2 separate regions of the Mus musculus genome follow, and region 1 is linked to region 2. The links are chromatin contacts, called in public Micro-C maps. All regions are on one chromosome and are shown on one strand. The core of a region is the stretch at or near the end of the contact, and the rest is flanking DNA. Distances in the headings are between cores, read along the strand shown. Region 1 holds the start of 9130024F11Rik (RIKEN cDNA 9130024F11 gene). Region 2 holds the start of Pantr1 (POU domain, class 3, transcription factor 3 adjacent noncoding transcript 1).

Region 1 (7,413 bases), core at 1,471-3,970, about 14 Mb after region 2:
GGGGTGAGGGGGTATCTCAGGCATAGTACAATTAAAGGAATAATTTATCCCAAACAAAACAGTCTGAATGCTGTGTAAAGTTGTACATTTCATATGTACGAAACAGCTAGTTGACTGCCCTGCAAACCCAAAATACAGTATTTAAATTCCTCTCTGGTCTTATTTTGTAAGATTACTAAACACTATTGAAGAAAGTTATGTGTAGATGTACTGAAACATAAAAGTCTTCCTTTAAAATAATATTTAATTCTTGGGTAGGGAAGCAGCAGGCAGCATATAGAGTTGCTTGCTGTTTTTCACCCAATTCTCTAATTCCTATCAAAGTTATAACCGGCTCCGTCTAAACTCTGCAGGCAAAACAGCATCAAATCCTCTAAGGACATAATGGATTCACGGTGATCCTTCGGTTTTTTCCCCTAGAACTTCTGCAGGACACAGTCCTAGCTGTCACTCATTTGTCTCAACCCTGTCCCAGCTACAGAAGAACACCAGAGTCACTGCTTCGACTCTAGCCAGATCCTAGGTCTCTGTCCCACTACAACCAAGGCATACAAGCTTCAGCCCTAAAACAGATCCGAGGCAAGGCAAAGGAGTTAAAACACTAAAGAGCTCTCTAGGAAAATCTAGAAACAGTTAGCTGGCTGTGACACAGACCTGCCAACACCTCAGCACAGAGTGGCAAAGTGCCCAAAAAATGCCACCCTCTGGGTAAACCACTTTCTTGTTTTAACTCGAGATGAAGCTACTACCAGTTGCGGAGAGGCAACTAGGGCACTATTTGGCAACCTGGATTTGACTTCCTGTAATCCTACACCGAAACAGCGCCTAATCAACCTGAACCCTGACACCCAGGCCATTATCACTGGGCCTCCGCTGCGCGCACCTCCCAGCTCCGGGCTGTTACCTCCCACGGCCTTGGCCACGGCGCCGTTGGGCCTCCCGCGGGCTCCCATGGGGCTGCCGTTCTGCTCCAGCCGGGCCACCTTCACCGGGGGAGGCCCCTTGACGTCGGGGCTGCCGCTTCTTCGGTCGGGGCTGTCCCGAAGACACGGGCTCTCGCTCCGCCGCTCCATGCTGCTCCGATTTGGAGACAAAGTTCCCACCGGCAGGTCGCAATAAAACGCGCAGGGACCTAGGGAGGGGGCGGAGGGGAGGAAAGGGGGAGGGAAAAAAAAAAGAGGGAAAACCGCTCACACACGTGATAGACGATCAGGCCAGTGGCAGAGCACTGCACCGCAGCCACACAAACTTCCTCCCACGCTGCAGAAGGGTACCGAAGGGTCCCGGGAAAGCAAGTCCCAACCAAACAAACACTGGAGGTCCCAAAGCTGCCCAGAACTTGAGGTACTAAGACCTGCTCTGTCTCAGGTCCCAAGAGTTAGCCCTCAGTTGTGTGGACAGAGTCGGACCTCGAAGCCTTTAAGCAGTACCCCATTCATTGCGGGCAGCGCTGGCATTATCCTCTCTTTGATAAAGAGCCACCACCACCATAAGCCCCACTTGGGGTGTCAGGGTTTTGAAAGGAGCGTACTTATGGGCGAGAGGTCCCACCAGGCCAGGGAGGGAGCAAGGACTTACACGGGTCCTTAAGCAAATTAATTGCTTGATAAATGCGCTGTGGATGGCCAAGCTGGATCAATGGATCCATGGAATCCCCACCTTTTACCTTTATGGACCAAGTACACTTGTGTACACAAACACACACCTTTGCACACAAAAAAATTAACTATAATTTCACGTGAGCGAGCATCCCAAAACACTCTGAGATTTGGAAAGGCTACCCTCCATCCCAGGATCACAATTATTATTTGGGAGCATTCTTATCTTCATCGTATCCTGGATGTGGTTGTTGTTTTTTAAGCCATTAAGCGTACAACATAAGAGAAAGAAATCTTGATTCTTAGGTACAGGAGCAGGCTTCATTAATCCTAATTTCTAAATCTGGAAAGTTTTTCTCGAGGTCCCTAGGCGAGCAGTGCTCCATACTCTTCAATTTTGGAGGAGTGACCCGGAAGAAGGGAAAACACCTGATGAAACGGCGCCCACATTGTCACTGAAACCCATGAAAGGAACCCCTAATACACCAGGGGCTCTGAGAATCCTCTAAGAGCGCTTTGGACGCGGGAGAAGCCTAGTCGCCACGAGTCCAGACGAGGTGGTGGTGGGGGACAGAGAGGAGTTAAGAAGAATGCGAAAGATGTAGGGAGTGCTCGGAGGGGTTGCCAGTGAAGGCTCCACCGCACTTCCCGGCTTCGCCTAAGCGCGCGTGAGAGCCAGAGCCCCAGAACAGCCGGGGAACTTAGCGCGCCCAGGGCTTCCCGAACTACAGGCGCCGCGTGGGAGCCCTCGCCCAGCGTACTTACTGCTCACGGTCTGTCTGAAACTTGGCTGGCTGGGGCTCTGTCCATGGAGCAAAAGTAGAGAATCCAGGGTGGAAAGTTTTTGGTGAATTGTAGTGTTGTCCTAGTCTTCCTTTCTCTTTCCTCCTTCCCCTTTCCTTTTCCTCTTCCCCGGTCCTAGCGTTTAAGGTCCTGGGTCAGGGTGTCTTCTTCTGGTTCGGAGATGGTTGTTATGATGATGGGGGCGGGGGGCAGTGAGGGAGGAGGAGGAGAGGGAAAGGAGGACTCCTCCAAAGGGGCACCAGAGCGAGCGGGGGAGGGGACGGCGGAGGAGGGGGGGGGGAGAGGGGGCTGAAAGAGCCTTTCACACCTTCGGGTAGAAGACCGGTTCTGGAGAGAAAGGGCTGAGGACTGGGAGGCTGCGGCGGCTGCTGGCTCCTACAGCCGCTAGCTCCAGAGGAGGCGCGGCCAGAGTCGCGGGGACGTTGCCACCAAGAGCGGGGAAGGTGCGGAGACCCCGGACCGCGCGCAAGAGAAAACGCGGCGGCCGCACAAGCTGTCACCTCCAACCTCTCCCCTCGCGGCTGCCTCTGCCAGAAGCCAGAGCCGGACTCACTGACAAGCCGCAGAGAGAAAGACACTGAGAGGGAGATGATTATTAGTTGCGTTGAGTCATCAGGCAAAGTGAGTCCTTTTGGGTTGTCCTCGGTTTCCGATTTCTCCCCCTCCCCCTTTCGGTCCCCAGATCTAGCGCCTTCAAAATAATAATTTGGGGTGGGGGTAGGGGATGTCTCTGGGTTATTTCGGGATGGGAATGGGGGGGACGGATCTAAACCCAAGCCAGACTGGTCCACCGCAATGAAGGAGGGGAGTGGGGGGCGGGGAGGAGGGCTGGGGAGGTTGCGGGGGGAGGGGGGCCCCGCCTGGCAGGAAATTAAACATCAATCAATCAATCGCTGTGAGCACGGCGACCCAAGGAGCCGGGCTGCGGAGGAGGCACAGGGATAGGCGAGGGGGTGGGAGTCAGGGAAAAAGGAGGAAGGGGGGAGTCGGAGGTGGGAGCGGGGTGGCAAGGACCTCATGCACCGGGCGACGAAGGACGGATGGCTGAGGACTGAGTGTGGCGCGAGGCGGTGGCCACGGCCGACGAATGGGTGCGTCTAAGCGCTGACGAACGCCAGGGCCCAGGGTCTGGTCCTCCTCCTTGTAGCAAGTCCAGGGCGCAGCCGCCTCGCCCAGCCCCTAGGCGCACTCGTCCCGGCGCGCAGGCTGCGGCGACTAGGCGGGCGCTCCGTGTCGCGGCTCGCCGCAGAGGCGCAGGCTGGCGCTCGGGAGGCGGCAGAGGCTGCCTCGTCTCCGGGCTCTGTTAATTGCGCCGCCGAGTACTTTCGACTTTGGAGATAGGAGGGCGATCGCCTCCCCCACCCACCGCCTCCGCCCACCACCCACCGCCTCCGCCCCTCGGAGCAACTTTTCTCGGTGCGAGCGAGCTCCCCATCTGCTCGGAGCCGACCGGCCCGGCCCGAAGCGCTCCCGGCCGCGTTTGGGGAAGGCCACTTCTCCCTCAAATCCCGTGCGGCCGCGGGTCCGGAACAATAGCCCGGGTGTCCCGAACGCCTGGAGCGAGACTCCGCCCGTCCGGCTGGCTGTGGGTCCGGCACTGGAGAAAGGGTTGCTCCGTGGGCACAAGGCAGGCTGCATCCCTGCCACTCTCGCCACGCGGGCTACGTTGCGAGCGGCGCAGCCCGAGCTGCCCGGAGGCCAGAACACTGTGCCGGCCGGGGCGCTGAAGCTGCGCGCCCCTCGGGTTGCAGCACTGGGGCTCCCGAAGACCCTCAGCGGCTGAGGACCGAGTTCGGCGCGAGCAGAGCTGAGCCGTGGGGACCTAGCCTCTCCGCCCCGAGCGAGGCCGCGCCGATGAGTCCCTAGCTGGTCCTTCTAAGGCTTAGGAGCCACAAACTTTTGCGGACTCCCGCGGCCCTAGCCTTTCGGCTCGCGCAGCTTTACTTGTTTAAGGTGGCGCGGTGACTGCCCGCCAAAACCCCGCTGCCGGCCGCGCTTTTGTCTTGGCCATTCGGCATGGGCGCGGACCTCCTTAAAAAAAAAAAAAAAATAGCACGTGGGCAGGGGCCGCGGCCCCGGCGAGGTGCCTGCCGCGTCCGGCTTCTGTCAGCCCCTGGAACCTCAAAGGAGAAAATATGAACCAGTCCTCTCCGGCCTTCCGGCCAGAGATGCCCCTTGAGCCGGCGGCATCTCTTGTCCCTTCTGTGCACCGGGGCTTTCCCTCCAGTTCCCCAGGACCCCAAGGACTCGGCTTCCACCGGTTGCCTGAGCCACTAGTCCCCCTTAAGAAGTATTGACTGTACGGCGGCGCCAGAGGGCCAAACTAAATTCGGTTTCGGGAAACGCGCTCGAGGCAATTCTCTAAATCCTGGCCTTGAGCTGGGCCAGTGGAGATTGAATCTGAGAGTAGCGCTGGAGACTGGGCTGCTGTCCACTTGCTTGGTAGCCTACCCCCTTGACCCCACAACGCCCCAAGAGTCGCAAACCCACGGCCAGGGAAGCCTAAGGGCTTCTAAAAGAAAGAGGGTCCCCGAAACGAAACCTGTCCCTGGCCTAAATCTCGGTGCCCAGACCTCGGTGAGTCCCACTCAAAGGAGCCGCCCACCAACTTCACCAGAAGCCCCAGGCGGCAAGGGGAGCCCTGCCGAGCCGAGTCGAGCCTGGCAGGGTAGTAATCCTCCAGAGAGCCACCGCAGTTTTAGGAAGCCTTTTTCTTTTCCCTGTTTTTTTCTTCCCCCAAATTCCGTGCTCCCACGAACATGCCCAGCCAAAGGGGCTAAAGAAAATTCCAAGCCCGTGAAAGCAAAGTGGCTCAAGTAAAATCAGCCCTTGAAGGTAGCTGAAAGGTTGTTTTTTGGTTTTTGGTTTTTTTTTTTTTTTTTTAAAGCAATGAAAGAAAGAAACTGTAAGTTTGATTTACAAACTTTAAAAAAGAACAATGTTATAGCATATCGAAATGAAAAGGGGTGTTTCAAAAACTTAGCTATCGCTGTCAAACTAAGCCTGCTTTTTAAATTGGAAATGCATATATTTTATTTATATACTAACTGTATTAAACCCCCCCCTCCCACCCCGTTTTCTTTCTTACCTTGGTGTTGGAACTACAGAATCCACCTCCGGCCCAATGTCCACGAACTAAGAAGAATTGATGATATTAGGACTTGAGGACTTCTGGAAAAAAATGCAAATCGTTTAGTGGGGATCTTTTTTGTCTGATTCGTCACTATTATTATATCTGATGATGCGATGGTTGGAACGATTCTATCCTGTCATTAATTAGCTATTTTATAAAAATCACTGTCGGAAAATCGTCATTTGCGTTTTGCTAAGGATCTCTTCGCTAACCTCACTGGCGTGTGTCAACAGTATAATTATGAACTTCAGCTACAACTCTTATAAACAACACGGCAGTATTGTTTAATCGGTTAATATTTTATAAAGTGTACATATTTTATTATGCTTTGAGGGGAACTATTGATACTAAGTTATTTTTAAAAAGAGAAAGTCTATTTAAATAAAGCATACAATTAAGTTCAATTAAATGTGCACTGTGGCTAGATTCTACACCCTTTCAAATTCATTATTTCTTTTGTCTATTTTTGATAATGTAAAGAAAATCTACCATTTGGAACAAGTAATTCTAAATTATTTAAAATTACATTTTAAAAATTAAACAAATTACATTTAATATACATGACAATGTGTAATTTGATGTCATTACCAAAAGTGTACTTTGAATGTTGGCAGATTTATTTTTAGTAGAGCATTTTCAAATTTCTCTCGTTTCATAAAAGGAGAATTCTAGAAAGTTTTGCCATGCATACCCAGTGTGAATTTTTCCCTGTAGTTTTGACCCGGATAAAGGCCTTTTCTGTTTCAAGTGACATGTTTTTCCCAATCCAGTTTTGTTAACTTCATTTCAGCTAAAGCAAATATTTTCAAACACTTCTAATTGCTACAGTAATTTATATTTGAAATAACACTTTTAAAACATTTGTCATTTTCATTTTTAAAAACAGTGAATAAATATATTTGATGATGATTCAAAAAACTGTTTGGTTTCATTTTTGTATTTCCCACGACGGTTTATTTCCAAACAATTTTTGAAACAATCATACTTTTTTAAATGGTATAAGTACATTTGCCTTTTAAAATACTTTGATTCAAAACTCCTCCTCACCCCACACACACACCAGATTGAGAATGAGCTACCTCTGTGCTCAGAAAATAAAGTTGTGTGTATGTGCGTGTGGTGGTGGGGGGGGGGGGTTGTAGGTTGTTTCAGACCTCCGTTTTTTGAGGGAGATCTACTCAAACTTTTCTCGGATTCTCCTAGCCCTAAAATTCCCACCTTACCTTAGGTAGTCAAAGGCCGCCTGTCTTTCACAATCACACTGTTATTATTATTTTTAAGCAACAACAACAAAACACTGGGACTTTGCAGGCTGGGGTTAAGTGCCACAGTTTCCCTCGCTTGCTAGACTGCTTTTCTTTCTACCCAGGCCTTTGTCCTCTTAAGGCCTGTTTTGCACTTTTAATGACAATGGTGTTTGATTTCTCCTGTTGCCTCTGCGGTTTTGGCTGTGCGGGTCCTCTGCCCAAGTCGGCTTAGGTTGTGTGCTAGCCTTAGACCACCTAGGCCCGCCAGCCCTGGTAGGACGCCGCTTTGCGTCTTTTCGGCCACGATCTCTGAAGGCCCAGCATTTACCCCCAGCCTCTCTGGCTCTCAGAGGCACTTCCAAAAGTGCGCTGCCTCTTTTAGAGCGCTGAAAGTTTGTGCTGCTTCTCTCTCTCTCTCTCTCTCTCTCTCTCTCTCTCTCTCTCTCTCTCTCTCTCTCTCTCTCTCTCTCTCTCCACCCCAGGGCACTCATTTCAAACTTCATGGAAACCGCCACCTTAAAAGCCTTCGAAGGGACGGTTTCTAGGAATCAAGACGGGCCAAATGCTTCTCCTGGAGCTGGCCCCTCTAGGGGCGGGAAGTGGGGAACGAGAGGGACTTATTTCTTACTAA
Region 2 (7,718 bases), core at 4,480-6,979:
AGAATCATAGTTTCTTTGAATTCATGATTACTCCTTCAGCCCGTTCTGAAGAAACCTAAGTGCTTTCTCCCTTCCTTCAGAATATATAAACCAGATATTAAAGAGATAGAAAGTGGGGGAGGGGTGCATACTCCAAAACCTTAGCAATACCAAGAAGTGACTAGTCCACTGTTCACCAGATAAAGCCTCTTTTCTAACCAAAAGCCAGTGTTGCAGATCCCTCCCCATTTGTATAAGCCATACATTTGGGTAAGCCAAACATCTATTTTAATGTGTAAAGGCTAAGAGAAGCTGCTTTTGTGTTGTACTTTGTTGGACTGCCTTGTCATTGTCAAATGGAAGCAAATGAGGAGGTACCCACTTCATGTTAGGCACCTCTGGCTCAGGTAATTTTCTACGTTCTCTCATTTGGCAAAAGCAACTGCAGTATTCTCAACAAGTCTGTAGCTTTTGCCCACAACTTTGGATCTTCATTGATCCTTGATTATCCCCTAAGTCATTGCAGAATTCTAACATGGCCCCTGTAAACCAGCAGGTCACCTCAAATTAACTTGTTGCTTTGCCCCAAATTCTTATTCTTCTGTTTCTTTTGCTGAAAGTGGACCACGGGGGTTCCCACCACTTCCTTGTTCTTCTGAGTATATTTTTCAGAGAGAGAGAGAGAGAGAGAGAGAGAGAGAGAGAGAGAGAGAGAGAGAGAACAGACAGCTGCTTAGACAACCACAGCTCCAAGAAACTATAACACAGGAGAACATGCTGTATGAAGAACACGGAGACCTTCACCAATGTTTTGCGATATGGATGAATAAAAAAAACAAAGTGTCCCCTCCCTACTAATACGTTCTGAATGCTCTGAACAGCCCTGAGCATGCAGAGCAAGCTAAGCTTGGGGTTTGTCCCACTCTGTGGACTTCTCCTGGAAATCTTTTGTCTGCAATGCAGAGCTGAGGAGGAAGGCAGTGGTTTGGTTCGCATGAAACCTTCCTCAATTCTCCACTTGAGTTTATTAGCACAAACCTAACACTGCATCTTCTGACGCCAAATGTGTAAGGTCCAGTGTGAAATCATATGGTATACGTGTATTTGAGCAAGTGTCTCTTGCTTACAGGATTCCTATAATCTTTCAAACCTAGATGAATTCACATCCCACTTCAATCCAACCCCGACCTGCTAAAATTAGTTTCACAGAAAAACTTAAGGCTGAAGCCTGGTTGGCTTGGAGCAGTGTTGAAAAGAAGCCAGTGGCAACAACCCCCACCCCTAGAGGAGCAGCAGAGCTATCAGAAAGGTCAGGCTTTGTGACTCCTTTATTCACAGGTGCCTTCAGCTGCACTGTGGAAGCCAGCTTCACACCCTAGTCACTCCAGCCTTGGCTTTCTTAGTAACTCTCTAAATCTTCTTGGGAAAATTGTGTAAGACAAACTGACTAAATCCTCAAAACCAAGGGGATTTGCTCTTCACTGTTTTAGGTAGCCTCCTAGTTTGCTACAAAACTTTTTCGTTCTTTGTCAGGGTTTTCATTGGCAGCACACATACACAAAAGGAAAAAAAATCTTAGGGGCAGAAACTTTATGTTCCACTAAAATTCCTCTTTATCTGTCCTTAAAAAGGTTCAAGTCCACGGTTACCTCTATCCTCTGTCTAGCTTGTATTTTCTTTTCTCTACAGAGCCCTTCAAGGGTAACTATTAAACCCTTTGAAAACAGTAAGAATGAAAGTAGCTACTAGGTATCAAATGGACTGAAAGATCCCAGGCACCTGCTATATGCTCAAGACCCTAAATTATACCCAGTTGTGAGATTATGCCCTGCTGAAAGGACCATCATTTTTACATATACCATATACTACCTCAGAATTCATTTTGCTTTCTAGTTCAATTCCAAAAAAACAATCACCATCATCAGCCTGAAAGATAGTTTCTTAAGTAACCTATATTGTAACCATAACGGTTCTCTCTCTCTCTCTCTCTCTCTCTCTCTCTCTCTCTCTCTCTCTCTCTCTCTCTCTCTCTCTCTCTCTCTCTCTCCCAGCCCATTTTATTTTATAAACAGCCCTAACCACGCTTTCCAGAGAGAAATGGGGAAATAGTTTCAATATCCTCTGGCTTCCTGGGTCTTTTACAGACATGGCTAGTGTGGGAGAGACCACTGTCCTGGTATTTTAAAACTCTGTGTTGCCCAATCATTTCCTTTCTTCCCTTGAACATGCACAGGAAAGGTAAGGGTGTTTGTTCTTCTGGCAAATTTGGAAAGACTGATTTGCTTTTGAACTGGCTACATTTTCCTCAGCTACTGCTAAGTCGAGTCAGTGCGCCCCCTGCCGACTAGTCAATAGTGTACTGCTAAGCAAAGTTTATTTTGTTCAGTAAACCGTGTCATATAAAATTAACAACAACCAATAAAATTAGCTTATATGTTTCAACTGTAAAAGTCCAAAACAAAATAAAGCTAGTTTTAGTAGTCCTAGAAATCTCTAGTTTGGCTTCTCCTCTTTGGCTGAATCAAGGTCCTTTTATCTAAAGCCCAGTGCACAAACATATAGCTTAATGTGACTAGTGTTCTTCCTTTTATTTCTTTCTCTATGGCAACCAATATGCTCTGCTCAGAAATGTTCCCCATCAAGGAAACAAATGATCTTCAGGGAGCAGCTCTATATGGCATCTGGTCCAATGGAGCACACGGAGTTAACCCCAGTCAGAGGCAAGGCTGTAAACAAGGGGAGGGAACCTGGCGATGCTGAGCCCCTCCTCAACTGACACCTCTTCCTCCCTCATTACAAACCACTGCATTGATTTAGCATCAACTGTTTCCAAATAAATTACCAATTCAAAATTGCAAGGTGTTCTGTATACAAAAGTGCACTATAATTTCAGACATTTGATACTCCCCTCCCAATGTGGCTTTCTTCAAAAGAACAAATCCAAGAAGCATTTAAAAAATCATCCCCAGACCATTTCACTAAAGTAACATAATCACACTGGCCTGGACTTAGCATCGCTATTTCTTTCGGCCATATTTATTTAAGTAAGTATATCCTTGAATTTTATAAAACCGGGAGATAGTGATAAGGAGGGATAGATCTGACTGTCAAAAATAGAAAACATGGAAAATCTGGTTCTCTATACTGAAGCTCCATTGTCCTTGGGGAGTGGAGACCCAGGATATCCTGGTTAGTTTTGATTGATCACCTTCTTTCTGATGGGTTTTCACTACTGAGCCAGCACACACCGCCTGCTCCCCACTTGCAGCTTTAACTAGGGGGACATTGACTTCCTGCCTCTTCTCCCTCACTTCTTCCTCATCTCTAGCCCTCTGCCCTCTGGTTGCCAGCCCCCTCCCCTCTTCACTGGATCCTACAGCTCCCTGTCCTAATCTGGGCAGACTCACAATTCAGACACCCCCACCAAGACAGGCCAGGCATCTCCCTCTTCAGCCCTGATTCTCTGGGGAAAATTCCAAATAAGAAATATTTATGTTTAGTAAACAACTCATTTCTAGGGTTTACCCCTCTCATGATCAACAACTAAAATTAATAGCTCTCTCTCTCTCTCTCTCTCTCTCTCTCTCTCTCTCTCTCTCTCTCTCTCTCAGAAGGGTAAAGCTCTTGCTGTGAGGGCCATTGGAATCAGTCCACCTTTTTATGTATTATTTTAGCAACGTCAGACCTGTCTTACTAACTCCCTTCCACACACTTTCCCTTCCCCGCTCCTCCCAAGCAATGAAAATAAAGCTTCCAAACCTTCAAGAACACAAATAAACAATACACCAGAAAGGAAGGAAAAAGAGGAAGCAGAGCAAGAAAAACCAAACAAACAAAACAACAACAACAACAAAAAAAACACTTACCCAGCAAATTCCCAAGGTTAGACTTTTAAATAAAAGGTGGTGGTTGGTTTTTGGTTTTTGGTTTTTGTTTTTTGTTTTTGTTTTTTGTTTAAAAAAAAAAAAGTAAGGTTCCTGGAGGGGCAGAAGAGAAGGCATATTCTCTACTCTCCAGAGCCGAGTTATCCTTAGCCTTCTCTTTACACTGACTCCTCTAAGCCCGGTTCTCTCTCGTCTATTATTTTCACCAAAATATATGAAAATGTATGCAAATGAAAATCAGCACTAACTGTTCTCCCCTTGTTATATACTTTGGATTTTTTTTTCCAGACAAAACAATCACACTCCGCAGAGGGAGGGGGAGGATTGGGTGGGGTGGGAGGGGGGAAGCTGGGGAGCGATTTGAGAACTAAGTACGTGGGGGGTGGGGGGAGAGAAGGGGACAGACCTGGGAACAGAAGTGCGTTTCTGTTATTGAGGAGCACAGCGTTTGGGGGGCTTCCCGAACGTGCACACCCTCCTTGCAAAGAAAGAAAGTGGATCTGTTTGCTGAGGCGCTATCCCGTTTCATCAGGCCACCTGAGACGGCTTTTGAAAGCGTGTACTGTGAAACTCATAGCAGTAATTTAGACAAAATCCTCACTGTATATTAATGAAAGGCGGCCCCATGGCTCTGTTCCTATCCTCCCCATTCAGTGTAAACAAAACCACGAGACTCTTTCGGTTTTTGAGCCGGATCCAAGCAAAATCGGCAGGAAAGGAAAACACGGGGTGCTGGCACCGACTATTCAAACGTCTGCACCTGGAGATCTCAGATTTATTCAATGAAATCTGTGTTCCATCTTTTATATATACATATACGCATATATAAATATAAAAAGGAACCTTTTGGAATGGAGGGGGGAATCCGTTCTGTTTTGGGGCTTTGGTTACTGCTGCCTTTTAGATCTGTTTCTACGATGGTATCTTTTCACCCCGGCAAGCAGGAGCTGGACCCGATCCTACATAAATGCCCCGCGTCTACGGTTAATCTCGAGATCACGCAGAGGCTGCGAGGCTGCTGCTGAGCTGGAGAGCTCCCTCTGTAACTGAGTTCACAGAAGTGAGCCCTCTAGAGAAATTATGCATCGGGGAGAAGGCAGGCCAGTTCTTTATATTCGGAGCACACCGACCGCCGGGTTACGTTCTCGGCTGCTGCTTGGACTAGAAACTGCAGATTGCGGTCCGGTGCCCTGCAGCTGAGGGTGCGGGGTGCAAGCACACGCACACTCATTAAGAGTCGTGTATTTATTGAATGTCCGAATTGGGTTAGTTCATTGGAAATCCCCAAGGAGGATTTAATTTGTCCTTGTTTTCGTTGCCACTTTCTCTTTTTTCTTGGTTCGCTGAGGTTCCTCTGTGCGGCGTTTCCGCTTGGCCGCGTCGTCCCCCCCCCCCCCAACACACACACACCACACCACCCCCTCTTCTCCCGCCTACCGGGCGCACTCCTCCTCCCGGGCCCCTTAACTCTTTCAGCTGGGTTGCGGCTGAGAAAGCACTTGTCGACAGCGGTCACAGCCACCTCGCAAAACCTGAGACCCAAAGAAAGAGGAAAATAAAGCGTCCCCATGCCCAAGAATAGCAAGCGAGTGAAAACCCCACCAATGAACACACTCACACGCGCGCACACACGCACGCACACACACACACACACACACACACACACACACGAGTCAGCGGTAAAGGGGACCGGGGTGGGGGGCGGGTGAGCAGCTAGCAGCCCTAGGCCCTCTAGGCGAGCTGAGGCAGACACTGCATTCTAAAGGCATTGGGATCGAATACACTTACGATGAATCTAGGGGGACGGTCGGGCTGATTGCCTTTCAAATACCTCGCGTGGCTTCGTTGACCGGCACCCTCCAAACTCACAAGGGCACGCACGATACTTGCAAGAATCCCAGAGGAGGGTGGGTGGGAGGGAGGAAAGGAGGGAGGGGGGGTTGGAGAGCGAGCAGCCGCAGCAAGCGGTCGGACTCGCACGCGCGGGCCCCGCGCTGGTACAGGGCTGCAGGTTTCCCAGATGATGGCATCCGAGAACTTAAACAAAGAGGGTCGCCGCCGGCGCGCCGCGGCTGCACAAAGTTGCAGTGGCGGATTTCCAAGAAGCTTGGCCACAGGAGCTCTGCGCGAGGCAAGCCTTCCTTTCCCACCTCCTGCAGGACAGAGATGGGGGCCCGCGCGTGAAGGGAAGAGGAAACTTTGAAACCAGTGGGGACACATCTGTCTATAGGTATTAGCTTGAACGTACATCCGCGGCGCGCGCTTTACAAATCTCTCGCGTGGGGTGGGGGTGCGACACAACGCAGTCTAGGTAGAATGGGTAGACTGCTATTTTTCAAGATTTTTTTCCCCTCTTCATTTTCCTCCTGGTCCCCCTTCTACCCGCCCCCTCCTTTTCTCTTCCATTTCTCTCCCAACCCCCCCAGACCAATCGCGAACACAGGGAGCCGCCAAGGGAACGCAGACGTTTGGGCTGGACACTAAGAGTTAAGATGTGGCGGAGGGGTGGAGCGAGGGGGGGGGACGACGAAGGGGGCGGAGGGGGAGGGGCGTGGAGGGGAAAGTGGCGCGGAGGAGGGAGGATGGGGCGGGGGGGGGGGGACAACAGATTTCCAGCTTCTACGACGCTCTGCCTAAATTAAAAAGCAACCAATCGGAACGGCCGGAAGGGGGGCCAGGCGTCCTAAGCCAGTCATTCCAGGCTTGCCAATCACCCAGCGGGTAGCCAATCAGCAGGGGCCCTGGTGCTCGACTTCCTTGTATTTGGGAAAGTGTGGTGGTGGGTGCGCGCTTGCGGCGGAGGGTAAACATTCGACAGTCCCTGCTCTGAGAGGGAGGGACGGAGAGCGAACTGTCAGATCCTAGCGGGAGCGGGCGCTCGAGAGAAGGAGAGAGGGAGAGAGAGAGTGAGAGAGAGAGGGAAAGTGAGACAGAGAGAAAGAGAGAGAATCCGGGCGCAGAGCTAGCTCCGGCTGCAACTCTGCCCCGGCACGCCTGCTCCCGCGCCCGCCGTCGGGTACTCTAGGAGCGGTACAACGTGCCCACAGGAGTTGGTTGTGTATCAAGGATTCCCTGTATGCACACACACATCTCCACCTCCACCAATGCACTCTTCTTCCTCCTCCTTCTCCAGACAACTGCCGGGGAAAAAATAAAACATCAACCCCAACCTTCAGCAACAAGGTAACAGAACAATTCGACATTTTTTTTTCCTGTTCAATTTTTGCCTTGTTATATTTGTTTCCTAATTTCTACCCAAAAGGAAAGATGTCGCACCAGACTGTGAGTGTCGCGAGGAACATGAAAAGGGACTCTTGTTTCAGAGACGTCCAAGAGCTCCGGCAATAACAACTTCAGAGAAATGCACCATCGCAAGAAGTTTTCCTAGGACAAAACAAAACTTGAAAGAAGCGAACCAGGGGGGCAGAACAGGAGCCAGCCGCCCCACTCCGCAGACGCGAGCCGCCAGCATCACCACGCCTGTAAGGACCGGAAAAGTTTTACTATAGTAAGGGGAAACAGTAAGATGTGTTGCTGAAGATCAGGGAAGACAGCGGACCAACTAGGAGCGGCCAGATTGCTGGCCACCCACAATTTGGCCAAGGAAGAAAGGAACCGCTTCGTCCTTTGTTGTCTCCCGTGAAACCTTCGCTTAGCAGGTGGACAGAGCCCTGTGCCGGGCCAGAGTCCGCACTCGTCCGAGGACAGGAGGAGCCGCGGAGCCCTTGCTCCCCGAGAGAGCGCCCGAAGTACGGGTCCCCGCCCCAGTGGGCGAGCCTCGCTGGAGCCAGCCGATCGCTCCCGGCCAGGGGGGAGACCACGACCCCCCCTGAAGGGGCTGGCCACGGAGCTCGC

The links. Hi-C and Micro-C count contacts between places; a contact is called where the count stands out from the background.
Region 1: a contact with region 2 is called in a Micro-C map of embryonic stem cells, with 34 times the contacts expected there. The contact joins the promoter of 9130024F11Rik here to the promoter of Pantr1 in region 2. A contact is called at or near these places in 2 of 39 promoter capture datasets (cranial neural crest and embryonic stem cells), 5 of 484 Hi-C or Micro-C datasets (all in embryonic stem cells) and 1 of 115 datasets of contacts at active chromatin or transcription factors (embryonic stem cells).

Annotation. Positions count from the first base shown.
Region 1 is chr1:56,968,749-56,976,161 of GRCm38.p6, forward strand. 9130024F11Rik (RIKEN cDNA 9130024F11 gene) reads left to right here and starts at 2,721. Exons shown (of 2, transcript NR_024326.1): 1 at 2,721-3,023; 2 at 5,510-6,448. It overlaps Satb2 (special AT-rich sequence binding protein 2), which reads right to left and starts at 2,586. Exons shown (of 11, transcript NM_139146.2): 1 at 2,364-2,586; 2 at 905-1,132. The coding sequence starts at 1,073.
Region 2 is chr1:42,689,096-42,696,813 of GRCm38.p6, forward strand. It overlaps Pantr1 (POU domain, class 3, transcription factor 3 adjacent noncoding transcript 1), which reads right to left and starts at 5,730. Exons shown (of 4, transcript NR_027826.2): 1 at 5,652-5,730. It overlaps Pou3f3 (POU domain, class 3, transcription factor 3), which reads left to right and starts at 6,673. Exons shown (of 1, transcript NM_008900.3): 1 at 6,673-7,718. The region is part of intron 1 of Gm46091 (predicted gene, 46091); the gene reads left to right.